Linked DNA regions of Macaca mulatta: region 1 is linked to region 2. A link is a contact called in public Hi-C data. All regions are on one chromosome and are shown on one strand. Each heading gives the region's core, a stretch centred on a gene start, on an enhancer-like site or on the middle of the called end of the contact. The rest is flanking DNA. Distances are from core to core; before and after follow the strand shown.

Region 1 (7,680 bases), core at 466-2,965, 68 kb after region 2:
GCTAGACAGGGACTCAGATAAAATAATGCCAGGTAGAATGTGATCAGTGCCTCTGGAGGTGTGACAAGCCAATACGGTGAAGAACCAGGGGCAGGAAGATCATATCAAATCACGAGGCTCCAGAAAAACTACCAGCGTCCAGGAATGGTGGCTCACGCTTGTAATCTCAACGCTTTGGGAGGCTCAGGTGGGCTGATTGCTTGAGCCCAGGAGTTCAAGACCAGCCTGGACGACATGATGAAACCCCGTGCATACAGAAAATACAAAAATTAGCTAGGCATAGTGAGGGGCACCTGTAGTCCCAGTTACTCAGGAGGCTGAGGTGAGAGGATCGCTTGAACCAGGGAGGTTGAGGGAGGTCGAGACAGCAGTGAGCTGTGATCATGCCACTGCATTCTCCTGGGCTACAGGGCAAGCCCCTGCCTCAATTAAATAAAACAACAACAACAACAAAATAAAAAACTACTAGGGAGGGCCATGAGGCACAGAAGGATTGCACCAGGCAGAGATAGGAGATGAGAAGAGAGACATTTCAAGGTGATATATAAAGAATTACCAGGGGTTGAGGAGGCATATAGGGATATGTGTGGAGACACAGCTTGAAAGTCTTTAAGTCACATTGTGGAGCCTTGAACGACCGACCGTGGCGCTGACACTCAAGAGAGGCAGTGGGAAGCCAGTGAAGGTTTGTGTGTGTGTGTGTGCGTGCGCGCGCGCGCGCGCGTGTGCAGAGAAATAGCAGCATTAGAGATGATTCCCAGGCAGGGTGACTGGGCAGCCAAGGGAAGGCGCTGGCCTGCGCGGGATGAGGCAGTTGGGTTCTGGAGGGACCAAGCAATCATTCAGGTGCTGCCCATCAGACAACTGAAAAATCTTATGAGAGGTAGTGGCTAAGTCCCCTCCTGGGAGCACAGAGGAAGCATAAGGTTCTGGTTATCACCCTCAGGGGACCGTGACGTTGAAATAAGGACAGGACCAGGCAAAACGAATGCAGCCAAGAGGAAAAGTCAGAGAGAACAGCGAGGGGAGGTGGAAGTTTCAATAGAGAAATTGTAGCCATGGCTGAGATTCCCAGCACCGGAGTCCGGAATTAGTGCGTTTGAACGCCAGAGGCTTGGCAAGTCATGATTAGCAAAGGGACTTCAAAGAGTTTTGGGGCCTGTTTTATATCTGTGAAATGGGAATTATTTCTATCTCAAAGGTTTGAGGGGATTCGCTGAGAGAAACTTCTTAGCATGAGATCTGCAGAAACTAGAAGTCATGGAGAAAGCAGGGGCCAGAGGGAGGAGGAATCGGGCAGGCTGATCACTTGGAGTGTTCGCCTGAGTGTCTAGAAATGGAGGCAGCGACGTCAGGAAGCTCAAAACCTGTGCTTCAGCCCAGTTTGCAGAACGCCCTGTGAGGAGAATGGGTGAGCTGGGACTAGGCAGCTTCATCCTCGTTCCCATCCCCCAGCACTGCCCTTTTCCCGACGCTCCCATCTCGCCACGCTTCCCAACACACCCCCACCCTGGCTTCCCGCTCCGCTCCCGCTCCAGCCAGTCCCAGGAACCACAAGCGCATGCGCCCTCCGCGCCCCTCCCCAACTTTCCACGTTTCACTCCTCTCCCCTTTCCGCCTCAGCTCCGGCTCCACCGCCACGATTGGCCAGCCGACCACCCGGCCTTGGCCAATAAGCGCCGCCCTCTCGCCCCCGTGTTACTGGGTAGAAGAAAACAAAAACAAACAGAGCGAGAGGGGCCAGAGACTCTCCGAGGCGGCGGCAGAGCCAGAAGAGCGGGGTCGGGGCCGGCTGACCAGGGACCTGGGCGAGCAGCGGCAGGGGCCGGAGGGGTCAGTACCAGTAGGCGCGGCTCACACGCTCGGGAAGACTGCGCCCTCTCCCCCATCCCCCCTCGGAGGCAGCCGCACGATGGGAGGGGGCGGGGGCGTGGGGGCCGCGGCCCTGTCAGGTCCGGGCCAGCGGTGCGGGGCCCCGGCTGCCTCCTCGTAGCCCCATAGGTCCAGCCGCGCCCGCCCCAACGCCCCGGACTGCGCGCAGCCGGCCCGGTTCCCTCTTTCTGGGCCCAGCCTGGAGCGTGGTGGCGCGGGCCCGCCCCCTCCCGGAGCCCTCTTCCCACTGAGAGGGGCGCGCGGGACGCTTGCCCTCGAAGGTCTCCCTCAACCCCCCTCCCGCTCTGGCGGAGGTTGAATTCAGGGGCCGGGATTGGAAGGCGTGTTTCCGGCTGGACTGAAATCCTGTGAGGAAGATTCGCGCCCTCCCCGCCCCCTGCTCTCCCTGGGAATTCTCTGAAGATGCGCCCCCCTGCTCGGCGTGACCCTGGAGCTCCGTTCCTGGCCCCGGCCCAGCCCCTTCCGGGGGCCGACCCGGGCTGGGGACTTCGGGGGTCCTGGCCTGAGCCCGCTGCGGGAGAAAGGGTCCGGCCGCTGTGGGGAGGGACCGCGCGCTAGCCTCACTGGGGGGGCCCTAGGAGGCGAACACGTGCCCGCCGCCCGAGCCCCGCGCGAACTTCGCCGAGCCAGTCCTCCGGCAAAGGGTCTCTTTTTTTTTAGTTCAGGTAAAATATAATCTCCCAGAGAAAACAAAGCTGGGAAGGGAGCCCCCTTTCTGTGAAACGCATGCCGTCTGCTGCATTTGTCAGTTTGATGCTGTAACGTACATGGAGTTTTGCAAGAGCTTCAAAACTGTCTGCAGACGTCAATGTCGCCCACCTACCCCTTGTGAGAACTCGCTACCTAGCCAGCGACTGTGTAGTGTCTACAAATGATGAAAACGATCAGAAATGCGACTACATGTCTGGCAAAAAAGGGTTTCCCTTGTTTTTTAACTTGTATTTTTACTTTAATTTTTATGATTTTGATAACGTGACTTTTTTTGGGAAACCACCAAGTGCTTTTTAAGCAAGGAGTTACTGGCATTTATACCCTTAATATTCCTTCATTATAGGCTTATTGAATACCTTAATATTTCAGTAAGTGTCTTGGAATTATAATTGATTGGCTTTTTCTGTGGTACTAATGTGAAAGGAAAAATAATTGTTAGGACTGCAAAAATAAATGCCACTTGAATATTATCTGTAGTGCTCACTTTTGCATTACTGTAGTAGAATGCTTTTAGCTGGTTTTAAGCTGCTAATTAGCTGTTTGTAGCCGGAGAATGAATACAAGTAATCCTAGTTAATAAATGGCCAAAGCTTGACTCCCCAAAATGCCAGAGCAATTTATGAGGTATAGTTCAGGAAATACATATATATTTCGTGGGAGAGTGGAGGGTCTATCTCTTAGGGAATGTTTTGGCAATTGAATACTTCCGATTGCTTGTTTCATGTAACACTGAAGAAAAGGACAGTGTTTAATGTCAGCCTTCATTTTCTTCTAACTTGTATGTATAGTTTTCTCATCGAAAAATCATTTTTGTAGGTTAGTATGAAGGAAATAGGGTTTGGATTTTTTGCTTTATATTTTCTTGTTTGGGCCAAGTAAGGGTGGTTAAATAAATTGAAAAAAATCCTACTACTTTAAAGAGAAGAAAAACGTAGAACATGTCTTATGCTTATCTAAACTCTTAAAACGTGTTTGTTGCTCTCAAATATGACTTGAGTTCTTGATCAGGTTATCATTGCCTAACGACACAGGACTATTAAGATAACTTTGTTTTTATCTTAATAAAAGAGATGATAGTCATTTCCTGACAGTTTTCTTTGTTTGACGGAATGCCTTCTGTATAATAGTTTAAAATAATTATTTTTAGTGTTTGGAAAACAGCATTTAAAAGTTTGATTTAACAGCAGAAGTCTGTTTTAATAAGCTTCTGGTAACCCTTGAAAATAATCTTCCTGTGGGTTATTAAAATCTTGGATTGAACTTGTGCAAACAGTACTGGATTTGGAAGGTCTGAATTCTCGTCCTGGCTGTTTCACTAAGCAGCTGGCTGTCGTTGGACATATCACCTATCCTCTCTGAATCTGTTTAGTTGTGTGTAAGGTGGAATACTTACCTGAAGATTGTTCTGTAAGGTACATTAAATAATACATGTACAATTCTTTTTGAATTGTAAAGGGCTTTATAAACATTAGTTATAATCATTTCACTTATTGGGCTCTGCAGAAAATATTCTCTCAAAGGTTATGCTTTCATCAAGAATGAAAAAGACTTTGTAATGGAACTCTAAAAAACTGAAACACATATGACATTATTCCTTTCCTATATGTAATTCATGCATGGAATTAAAACAGAATGTAGCCTTTTCAGCCATGAAGGATGCTGAATGTTTAGATTTGCAAATCATTTTTGTTCATGTATTTATATGAATCTCTACATATTTTTAAGATTTTTTTTCATATCTAAAGTTGGCGGGAGTTGTATTAAAAAGTGATTTTAAAGATTCACATTATTTTATTCTAAATAGAATTAGAGAATGATTTCACCGTTTTGTTAAGTTCCCAAGCAATATGATAGCATGTTAGTCTGAGGATTATGCCATAGCAAGAAGCTTATAGGCCGGGTAGTGGCTCACGCCTGTAATCCCAGCACTTTGGGAGGCCGAGGCGGGCGGATCATGAGGTCAGGAGATCGAGACCATCCTGGCTAACACGGTGAAACCCCGTCTCTACTAAAAATACAAAAAATTAGTTGGGCGGGGTGGTTGGCACCTGTAGTGCCAGCCACTCAGGAGGCTGAGGCAGGAGAATGGTGTGAACCTGGGAGGCGGAGCTTGCAGTGAGCCAGAGATCACACCACTGCACTCTAGCCTGGGCAACAGAGCAAGACTCCATCTCAAAAAAAAAAAAAAAAACCTTACAATTTTAACACAAGGTCCATTTGTTTTTGCTTTGCAAAATAGTACCCTTTTCTGAAGAAAAGGGCTATAAACTTGTGTTAGCAAATAATAGTATATAATGTGGAATTTAAAAGTCAGTTTCACCTTTGAGTCCCAGGAGGCTCTGCATATATCATTGTTATCCTTAAATGACATCTAACAGTAGGTTACGTTATATGGAAAAAAATGTGCTTTTCTGTAATTATTAGGCATTTCCATTAATTTGTGCATTTTATATCTCTGAAGAGCACACTGCTAGCAGCCTGATTGTAAATGACTGGAAGGACTTATAACCAACCTATGTGACTTAAACATACACTTAAGTACTCTAAACCACTATTTAAAAAATACTTCTAGAGAGATTCTGAAATCTTAATTTGGTTGCACTTTTTCTGGTAATATATTTTTTGAAAACTATTTTGATATTTCTTTCATATAACATTGGATCTGTATCACTAAGTTAATTGTCTAAAAGGTAACTGATTTCATCAAACCTTCCAGGATTAATAATTTTTAAGCCATTTTGAAACTGAGGCCTAAAATACTGAGATGCTTATCTTGTTGTACTTACTCCTTTCTGAAATGATCAGATTTTTAAAAAATGGATTTCTCATATAAGTAATATTATCAAAAAAGCTGATTTTAAAAGTTTCTCCCAATCTCAAAGTCTTATTCTGGTAATTATAGACCTAGGTAATGAGTGGCAGATATATCTGCCTTTCAGATATGCCGTAATGTGAAAAATAACACAGTCATGTGATATTCTTTATTAACTAAAACTGTGTTGTTTTTATTTTGGAGTAGTTCTCATAATTCATTGGTAGGGAACTATCCAGTATTTATATTCCTATATATGTATATCAGATTAATTTTGAGGCTTAGTATTCCTAAAAGATTTGGATGTGTGTATTTTTTTTAACTTGACATAACCACATATCGCAAACATATCTTTTAATTCCAATTAAAGGGGTGCTTTGGCACATGCTGAAATCTGGAATTTTTTTTGACTTAGATAAATTTATCAAGAAGATTGGAACCAAATGTTAATTAGGGTAAGTTGTCTTTGAAAGTAAAGTGAACTCTTTTATTTAATGGAATTATGTTTTTTTTTGTTGTTTGTTTGTTTTTACAGTGTGCTTAAGTAAGTTTAATTCAGCTTAATTACATCAGTTTAAAAGATGTTGAAGCTTTCTTTTTTTGTTTTAAAAAAACAGATTCTGAAGGAAGACTTCCATTTGGTAATTTGTTTAATCAGTGCAAGTGAAATTAAGGAAAAATGGATGTAGAAAGTGAGCAGATACTGAATGTAAACCCTGCAGGTAAGTAAGAATTTCCTTTTTTTTTTTTTTCTTTTTTTCTTCGTCTTGGGATGAGATCTTGCTCTGTCACCCAGGTTGGAGTGCAGTGGTGTGATCATGGCTCGCTGCAGTTTCCACTTTCCTAGGCTTAAGAGATCCTCCCCTATCTCAGCTTCCTCAGCAGCTGGGACAACAGGCATGTGCCACCACACCAGGCTAATTTTTTATTTTTTGTAGAGAGAGAATTTCACTATGTTGCCCGGGCTGAATATCTTGAACCTTGACTATGTTGTGAGTAAGCTTCAGACCATTCCATATTTTATAAAAACATGATAGAAAAACTATCTTTAAATACTGCTTTATTCATGCTATAAGAAAACGGGCTATATTATTTTTAAAGTCAGGTTTGTGATTTTTATTTTCATGGGAATTCATTACACGTCCTATTTTTCTGCGTATCCTTTCACATTCCACACATTCCTATCCTGAATTATGTAGTACAGAACAGAGAAGAATAGTGAGCCTGCTTATTTTCACATGGGCTAGTTAGTGATTTCTATAATATTAACTTACTGGTATCTTTTGATATCTTTCTTAACGAATAATTTTTATATTCTGAATTACCTAGGGTATTTTCCCTAATTCTCCATGGTGCTTCAATAGTATGTTATTATCATAAAAATGAACAAAGTTTTGTGGACTAGATGACCAAATGTGAGTAGCTCAAGACGATTTGAAATGTATTTATAGTTTTCAAAATCATCTCCCCAAAAAGGTAATTAGAATTGTATAATATCTGAATAGTGAGAACAGTTCATATTGGTATACTTTAGATAATTCTTTGCCTTATAATTTTATTAATATTGAAAGCTGTGTATTTTCTGTCATTTTAAGTGTATTTCATTACTACATCTTTATTTCTTCAATGACAACTCACTATTGTTTACAACATACATAGTTTTCTTTGATCTGAACAAACATGTTGAATTTGAAGCTTCTTTACCATTGTTTATTTACAGATCTTTTTAAAGTGTGGTAAAAAATTGAAAAAATTTTTATGTAATTAATGATCATTTCTGTGCTGCTATGTACAGAAGCTGTATGAGTATGCTTTAGGGTTATAAATGGGTAATATATACCTACTTAATTGAGATGGGGATGGTAATAGAGTTTAAGAATATATTTTACATATAGGTAATTGCTACTTTTCTGCACTGTCCAGTATAGTAACCACTAGCTACATGTGATTATTATTACTCCTGGGCTCAAGTGATCCTCCCTCTTCAGCCTCCTCAGTAGCTGGATTACAGGTGTGTGCACCACTGCGCTTCGCCACATGTGTTTGTTGAGTACTTGAAATGTGGCTACTCTGAGTTGAGATGAAGGTCAACTATCTCAATAATTTTTTACATTGCTTGCATGTTGAGATGATATTATGGTTATATTAGATTAAATAAAATTTATTTAAATTAATTTCACCTGGTTTTACTTTTTAATGTGGTTACTGGAAAATTTAAAATTTCTTATGTGACTTGCATTCTATTTCTATTAGAAATAGAAACA
Region 2 (6,894 bases), core at 4,153-6,652:
TTGGGGGAAAGATAGCCATTAGGAATGTCTGGAAGAGAGGGGAAAAGGGAACCGTCTTCTGAAGACCGCGACTGATCCTTGTTGCTATTAGTTTGCACAGCGGAAAGGGGCTGGCCGCGTGGTGCACATCTGCAATCTCCCTGAAGGAAGCTGCACTGAGAATGACGTCATTAACCTGGGGCTGCCCTTCGGAAAGGTCACTAATTACATCCTCATGAAGTCGACTAATCAGGTAGGTCTGGGTATTTTCACTCCAGTGTAATACCACACATTAGTGAAAGGGAACGATATAATTTTTGAAAGAAGTCATTCTTAACATAAAAAGCTGTTGCATAGCTGGCCTTCTGTTGGCATGGCATAGACGTTTTTGCTGGTGTTGTTTTTTTGTTTCCCCTAGTTTCACTCTATCCTTCTAGTGATGGATACAGGCCTTTGTGAATTGCCTAGAGGTGAGAGGAGGTGCTTTGGAATGAGGTGCTCATTCACATAGAAAGGGTAATTGGCACACCCAAAATAAAAATCTATGGATTTTAATCTCTTCACTGTGTTGTCAACCCCCTGAGCTAATGCTATAGTCTTATCTTCTAAGCCTATCCTATCTTATGACCTGGATTTGGAGCCAGCCAAGAACCTGGGACTAGGTATTTTTCCTGGTCCTTGATGTCAGCAGGAGAGTAGGAGTGTAAGAATGGATGGATGCTTAGTAAATCTAAGGAACTAAGAATCCTTAACCTGTAGGAGTTGACTGAGCCCTTTGGGATGGAGTACCTTTGTCTTCATTTCTAAAGTCAGGTGGGGAGTTTATGCTCCCAACAGTCAAAAATCAGAATATTTTATCTTTTAATGAATATTTTTACTTTATTAATCAGAGGAACAGGAATAGGAAAAATTCTTTTCTTAAAGAAGGCTGAACTTTGGAGACTCATAGCCACATCAGGTCATCAGCTATCTCTCTCCATCAACCTGGCGTGAGACTACTCACTTGTCTCTGTTCCTACTTCTCAGAAATTCTATTTTGGGTAAATGCACAGAATTCAGCTTGTAACATTGATGTAGTGAGAGTCCCTATATTAGTATTATTCCCATTTGACAAGTGAGAGCTAGAGGTGCTAAAATGTTTATCAAGAAAGAGGCACTTAGAAAGCTGGGTGGCAGAATGTGAAATAAAACCCTAAAGAATCTTGACTTCTTAGTCGCCCACGCTAATGTCATAGACTATGACAGCATGGAGAAAAGCCGTGCATCTGAAATTCAGAAATAAATATGAGAGAAGGAAGGGAATGAGCTTATTTAGACCATTTAGTTTAAGGAAACGAGAGAGTTAGGGGCTCACAGTGAGGGCTTCCCTGTCACTGACCCCTTTTCCCCTGTAGCACTGAGAAATCAGGCTCAGTATATTGTCAGTATAGTACAAACCAAACAAATCCAAGAAACAATAGCAGCAACAAATTCACCACACCAGCTACTGGGGTAAACTGATGCACAGTCAAGACAGTCTCTTTGGAACTCTCAGTAGACACAGATTGAGTGGAAAAGCCCATTTCTCTGTGGTTTATCAGAGCAGTTAAATAAAGAAGAAAGATGCTGTGGAAACATAATTGGGGAATTTTCCTTTTTCTGTAACTCACGACAACATGGCCTTCCTTCAAGCCCAGGGGTTTGTGAGTTCCTGAATTTTGAATATGTTTCTGTCTTTATAAGGAAAGTAAGAGCTCAAGTAACCAAAGCTTGTGTCTCTTGCTGTCACCATCACCACCAAATAGCACGTTTTATAGGGATCAGCTCAAGGCCACATATGCAACTGCCCCTCCAGGGAAATGTGGGTTAGTGAACTCTCCCATCTCAGAGGGATTCTATGGCATGATGTAGCCCGGGACAGACACACATAATTAAGAACAATGTCTGGTAACCCTGGGGATCAGGAAAGGGCCATCTTATAATGAGCTCTTTTGGTGATGTTTATAAAAAGGTCTCTTTGAACAGATGGGATCAAAGAGATCTCTTCTTTATACTGACTTTTTTTTTCCTTTTAAGTGAGGTATAAAACACATACTCTACAGTGTGTAATGTACACTCATCCTACATGCACAATTCCATTAGTTACATGTGTACACCCATATAGTTAACACCCAGGTCAAGATATAGAGCATTTCCAGAATGTCAGGTTTCTTCATGCTTCTTCTCCATCAGTTCCCCATCCCCACCTGAGAGAGAAGCTCAATGCTAACTCCTGTCACCATTGATTAGTTTTGTCTGTTTTTGAACTTCATAGACATGGAATCATGCCTTGTACTGAATCTTGTTTAAGACCATTAAAGTCAAGTCCAATGAGTGTCCTTCCTTTCTTTCTTAGGCCTTTTTAGAGATGGCTTACACAGAAGCCGCACAGGCCATGGTCCAGTATTATCAAGAAAAATCTGCTGTGATCAATGGTGAGAAGTTGCTCATTCGGATGTCCAAGAGATACAAGGAATTGCAGCTCAAGGTAAAGCATTATCTTGTTCATTCAGTCATTCAACAAGCACCAGATGAGTTTCTCCTCCTTGTTAGGCACTGACCTAAATGCTGGTGGAAAGGAGAGGATAGGAAAAGATTCAGAAATGACACACTGCCTTTGAGGATCTTGAGGCAAACCATTGCAGCATGGCAAGAAAAGTGCTTTTGAGGTAAATACAAAGTGCAAAGAGGCATTTAAGTCTACCTGGGAGCCAAGGAAAGTTTTCCAGAAGAAGATGTTTACAGGGGAACTAAGTCAGAAGGGAAAGGTTCTGGGAGTTCCAGGCATAAACGCTTGAATACAACCTTCTCTACCTATACAGACCTTCAGTAACTTTTTCTTCCTCTGTCACCCCCTTGATCTCTTGCTCTCTTCTCTCTCCTTCATATTTACGTCTTAAGCCTCATAGAAGCCCTTCTAAGCAGTCCTTGGCTGAATTGGCCACTGTCAGAACTCGGGAATGCATTCAAATAGTTCCAAACCAGGGTTTGCTTTTGTTTTAGCTGATCTACATTTCTTTCTTTTCTTTCCCTTCTTTTTTGTTTTATTGTGAAGTATAACAGAACACACAGAAAAATGGCTGATTATACATTGTGCGGTTTAAAAAGTAATAATGGGTGAGATCTCATAAACCCCATAAAACCACCACCAAAGTCAAGAAGTAGAATATAGACACACCCAGAAGCTCCTGTGAGTCCCTCCTCATGTTCAACCCCTCCCTGTCTACTCTCCTGACTTCAACGATAATCATATCTGTGCTTTTCTTTGTAGTTCTACCACCTGTATATGCCTCCCTAAATATCATGGTTTAGTTTTGCCTGTTTTTGAACTTTACATAAATGGAATCATGCTGTGTTCTTACAGATCTTGCTTCTTTCATTCAACATGATGCCATCCATGTTGTTGGGTGTGTCTATTTATTTTCATTGTTATATACATTTCCATTGTATGGCTATACAATTTGTCCATTCTACTGTTGATGGACATTTGAGTTGTTTTAGGGACAAGGCTAATCTGAACCTTCTCAAACATGTCATCCTGGTATATATGCACTTGAGCAGACAACTAGAGGTACATACATAACTAGGATTGAGATAGCTGCATCATAAGGCATGCTTACCTCAACTTTCCTAGATGACAGCAAGCTCTTTCCAAAATTAGTTGTCTCACATTTATACTCCTCCTAGTAGTGTATTAGAGTTTTCGGCTGGGCGTGGTGGCTTATGCCAGTATTCCCAGCACTTTGGGAGGCTGAGGTGGGCAGATCATGAGGTCAGGAGTTTGAGACCAGCCTGGCCAACATGGTGAAACCCCATCTCTACTAAAAATACAAAAATTAGCCAGGCATGGTGGCAGGCGCCTGTAATCCCAGCTACTCGGGAGGCTGAGGCAGGAGAATTGCTTGAACCTGGGAGGTGGAGGTTGCAGCGAGCTGAGATTGTGCCACTGCACTCCAGCTTGGGCAACAAGAGTGAAATTCTATCTCAAAAAGAAAAAAAAAGAGTTTTCAGTGATCTACATTCTTGCTAACACATTGTCTTGTCCAACTCTTAAATTTTTGCCTATCTTGGAGAGTATCATGGTTTATCAGAGTTTTGTTTTGTTTTGTTTTTGAGACGGAATCTTGCTCTGTTACCAGACTGGAGTGCAGTGGTGCGATCTCCGCTCACTGCAATCTCCACCTCCCAGGTTCAAGCGATTCTCCTGCCTCACCTCCGAGTAGCTGGGACTACAAGCATACACCACCACACCTGGCTTTTTTTTTTTTTTTTTTTTTTTTTTTGTATTTTAATAGAGACAGGGTTTCACCATGTTGGCCAGGATGGTCTCAATGTCCTGACCTCATGATCCACCCACCTCGGCCTCCCAAAGTGCTGGGATTACAGGTGTGAGCCACTGCACCTGGCTGGTTTATCACAGTTTTGTATTTTATCCTCCTAATTGTGCATGGAAGTTGAGCACTTTTTCATTGTTTGTTGGCTGTTCCATCTGGATCTTCTTTGATGGGATGTTTCTTTTCAAGTCATTTGCCCATGCTTTTCTTTTGCATTGTGTCTTCTTATTGGTTTGCAGGAGTTCTCTTAACTGGAGCACCAAGTCTATTTGGATTTCTTGTAATTATTGCTATATTTGTGTTTAAATCTACCCTCTTATTTTGTACTTTCTACTGTTCCATTTAATAGGGATTTTCCTGTTCACTTTAGCTCATTCCACATTGACTTAGGATCCATTTTGTCCAAGACCCACAGGCCTTAATCCACCTTCAAGGTTGAAGTCAGAAGACAAAGGCTCAGTGGCTAGGACTGGCATTCTGACAAGTCTCCATATGTAGATGGGTACTGTGTCAACCAGCTTCCAGAGTCCTGAATCTGCTTTGCTTGCATCATTGCCTCTAAAGTTCCTTCGCTAACAGTTCTCCTTCCGGCAGAACTTGGCTTTTTTTTCCCCCCGCCAATGAAAGTATATTGCTTCTTTCAGACAAGTAAGGATCCCACCCCATTCTGTATCCAGCCAAAGTTCCTGTTCTCCTGGATTCTCCCCCTCGGGGCTAGAATTGAATTTCTACACTAAGTTCCCAGTGGAACTTTGGTCTCCAAATGAGAGGTTGTCATAAGTTTCTGATTAAGATTAACGGCAGTAATCGGTTTCTTAAATTAAAGTACCAAAGCATAGTAATACCTTCCTGAGGGAGATAGTTTGGGGTGGTGCAAAAAACACGGGTTAAAGAGGTCAGATGGTCAAGTTTTGCTTTCAGCAAATGTGCACTGAGTGCTCACCGTGGGTGGAACTGGGCCAGGTGCCATGGAGGTAGAAGTAGCAAGCGGGCGAGGAGCTCAGTCTGGTGGGAGTAAAAGCAAATAAACAAAGAACCACTGACAACCATGTGACCTATCCCAGATTGGAAGATGGTGATGTCAGCCTGGGCTCTACCACTTCCTGCTTTGGTGAGTTTAGAAGAGTTGCTTAACCTCTGTGAACCTCAGTTTACAGATCAGGAAAGGACTATACTTTGAGTAATTTGGCTTTAAGCATTTTTTTCATATATTATCTTTTGAGTCTCATAATTCACCATACCCTGTGAGGTGTGTAGGGTGGATAATAGCAGTAATTATAAGAGTAAAACAATAACAATAATATATACCTTTAATTGAGTCCTGGTACTCTGGAGCAAGTAATGTACCAAGCACTTTACATACATTATTTAATCCTGACATCAGTCCTGTTAGACAGCTATTATTATCTCAGTTTTACAGATGAGGTATCTGAAGCTAATAGAAGTTCAGTAAGTTGCCCAGGATTGTATTTAGCTACTGGAAGAGCTATGATTAAAACTTAGTACTGTTTTGGTTTTGCACTAAAGCTGCATTGTTATAGTGTGTTATTATGATCTCTGTTGTCTGCATGAAAAAAACCCTGAGAAATCACGTAATTTGCTTATAGTCACCCAGCCAAGAAGCAGCAGAGATAGTATTATAACAGAGCTTCTCGAGCTTCAGTGTGCTACAAATCACTCAGTGATGTTGTTAAAACGCACTTTGATTCAGCGTGTCTAGGGTAGTGCTGTTATTGCGTATTTTTAACAAGGTCCCAAGAGATGCTGCTGCTGGTGGTCCTCGGAGCATAGTTTGAATGGAAAGGGCCCAGAACACATTGTTTTCTGATCTTTAGTAGGGCTTTTCTGCTCCCCAAGCTGCCATATTCCCTCTTAAGGTCATTGTGAAGGTCGCATGGAATCATAGATGTGAAAACAACTTAATGTATGTTTCAACTACATAGTAATGCATGCTTTATGGTCCCTATGTTGATATGAATCTCTCTCTGCAAGTAACAGAAATTCATCTCCATTAAGCCTGTTGGCTTAAGTAAAAAAAAAAAAAAAGAAAGAATTTATGGATTCATGTAAATGAAAAGTCCAGGAGTAGCTCTGGCTGCAGATACGGCTGGATTCAGGACCCAGAGACCCTCATTAGGACTTGGTTTCTCTCCACTCTGCCTTCTGCTCTTTTGGCCTTGTTTACTGGGGGCTCCCTGGGGTGGGCCGTTGCAGCCCAGGCTCTCTCCTCTAGGTGGCATGATAGCTACAGTGACCTCAGCAGTTCTTACTCCCCCTTCCATTTCCTTCAACAAGAAAAGCCAAGAGTTTTTTTCCTAGAAGCTCCCACAAAAGTCCTGAGACTTTTGAGAAAGTAGCTCTGACTGGACTAGCTTAGCACAGGGGCACATCCCTAAATTGATCTCAGGCCAGGGCTAGGTCATTCTGTGATTGGCTGGACCTGTGTCATCTGCTACATCCTCAGAGCTGGGGCAGAGACCCACCCAGAGCTCTGGAGCAAGATGAGGGAGGAACAGCTGCTATCAGGAGGAAGGACAGTGGCTACTGGGAAGGTACAGGGCAA

What was found. Hi-C and Micro-C count contacts between places; a contact is called where the count stands out from the background.
Region 1: a Hi-C map of CD4 T cells shows a contact between it and region 2, with 2.1 times the contacts expected there. The contact joins the promoter of PDCD4 here to the enhancer-like site in region 2. A contact is called at or near these places in 5 of 14 Hi-C or Micro-C datasets (CD4 T cells, cortical neurons, fetal cortex germinal zone and 2 more).

The regions. Positions count from the first base shown.
Region 1 is chr9:123,052,808-123,060,487 of T2T-MMU8v2.0, forward strand. PDCD4 (programmed cell death 4) reads left to right here and starts at 1,716. Exons shown (of 12, transcript NM_001257846.1): 1 at 1,716-1,833; 2 at 6,034-6,138. The coding sequence starts at 6,096.
Region 2 is chr9:122,981,054-122,987,947 of T2T-MMU8v2.0, forward strand. RBM20 (RNA binding motif protein 20) reads left to right here. Exons shown (of 14, transcript XM_001087170.5): 6 at 92-232; 7 at 2,354-2,485. Among named protein-coding and RNA genes, the nearest start is that of PDCD4, 70 kb to the right of the region's middle. Within about 2 kb of position 5,403, at least 9 of the 40 cell types and tissues checked have an H3K27ac peak or open chromatin away from gene starts, as enhancers often do. A contact at or near this core is called in CD4 T cells, where this site is marked.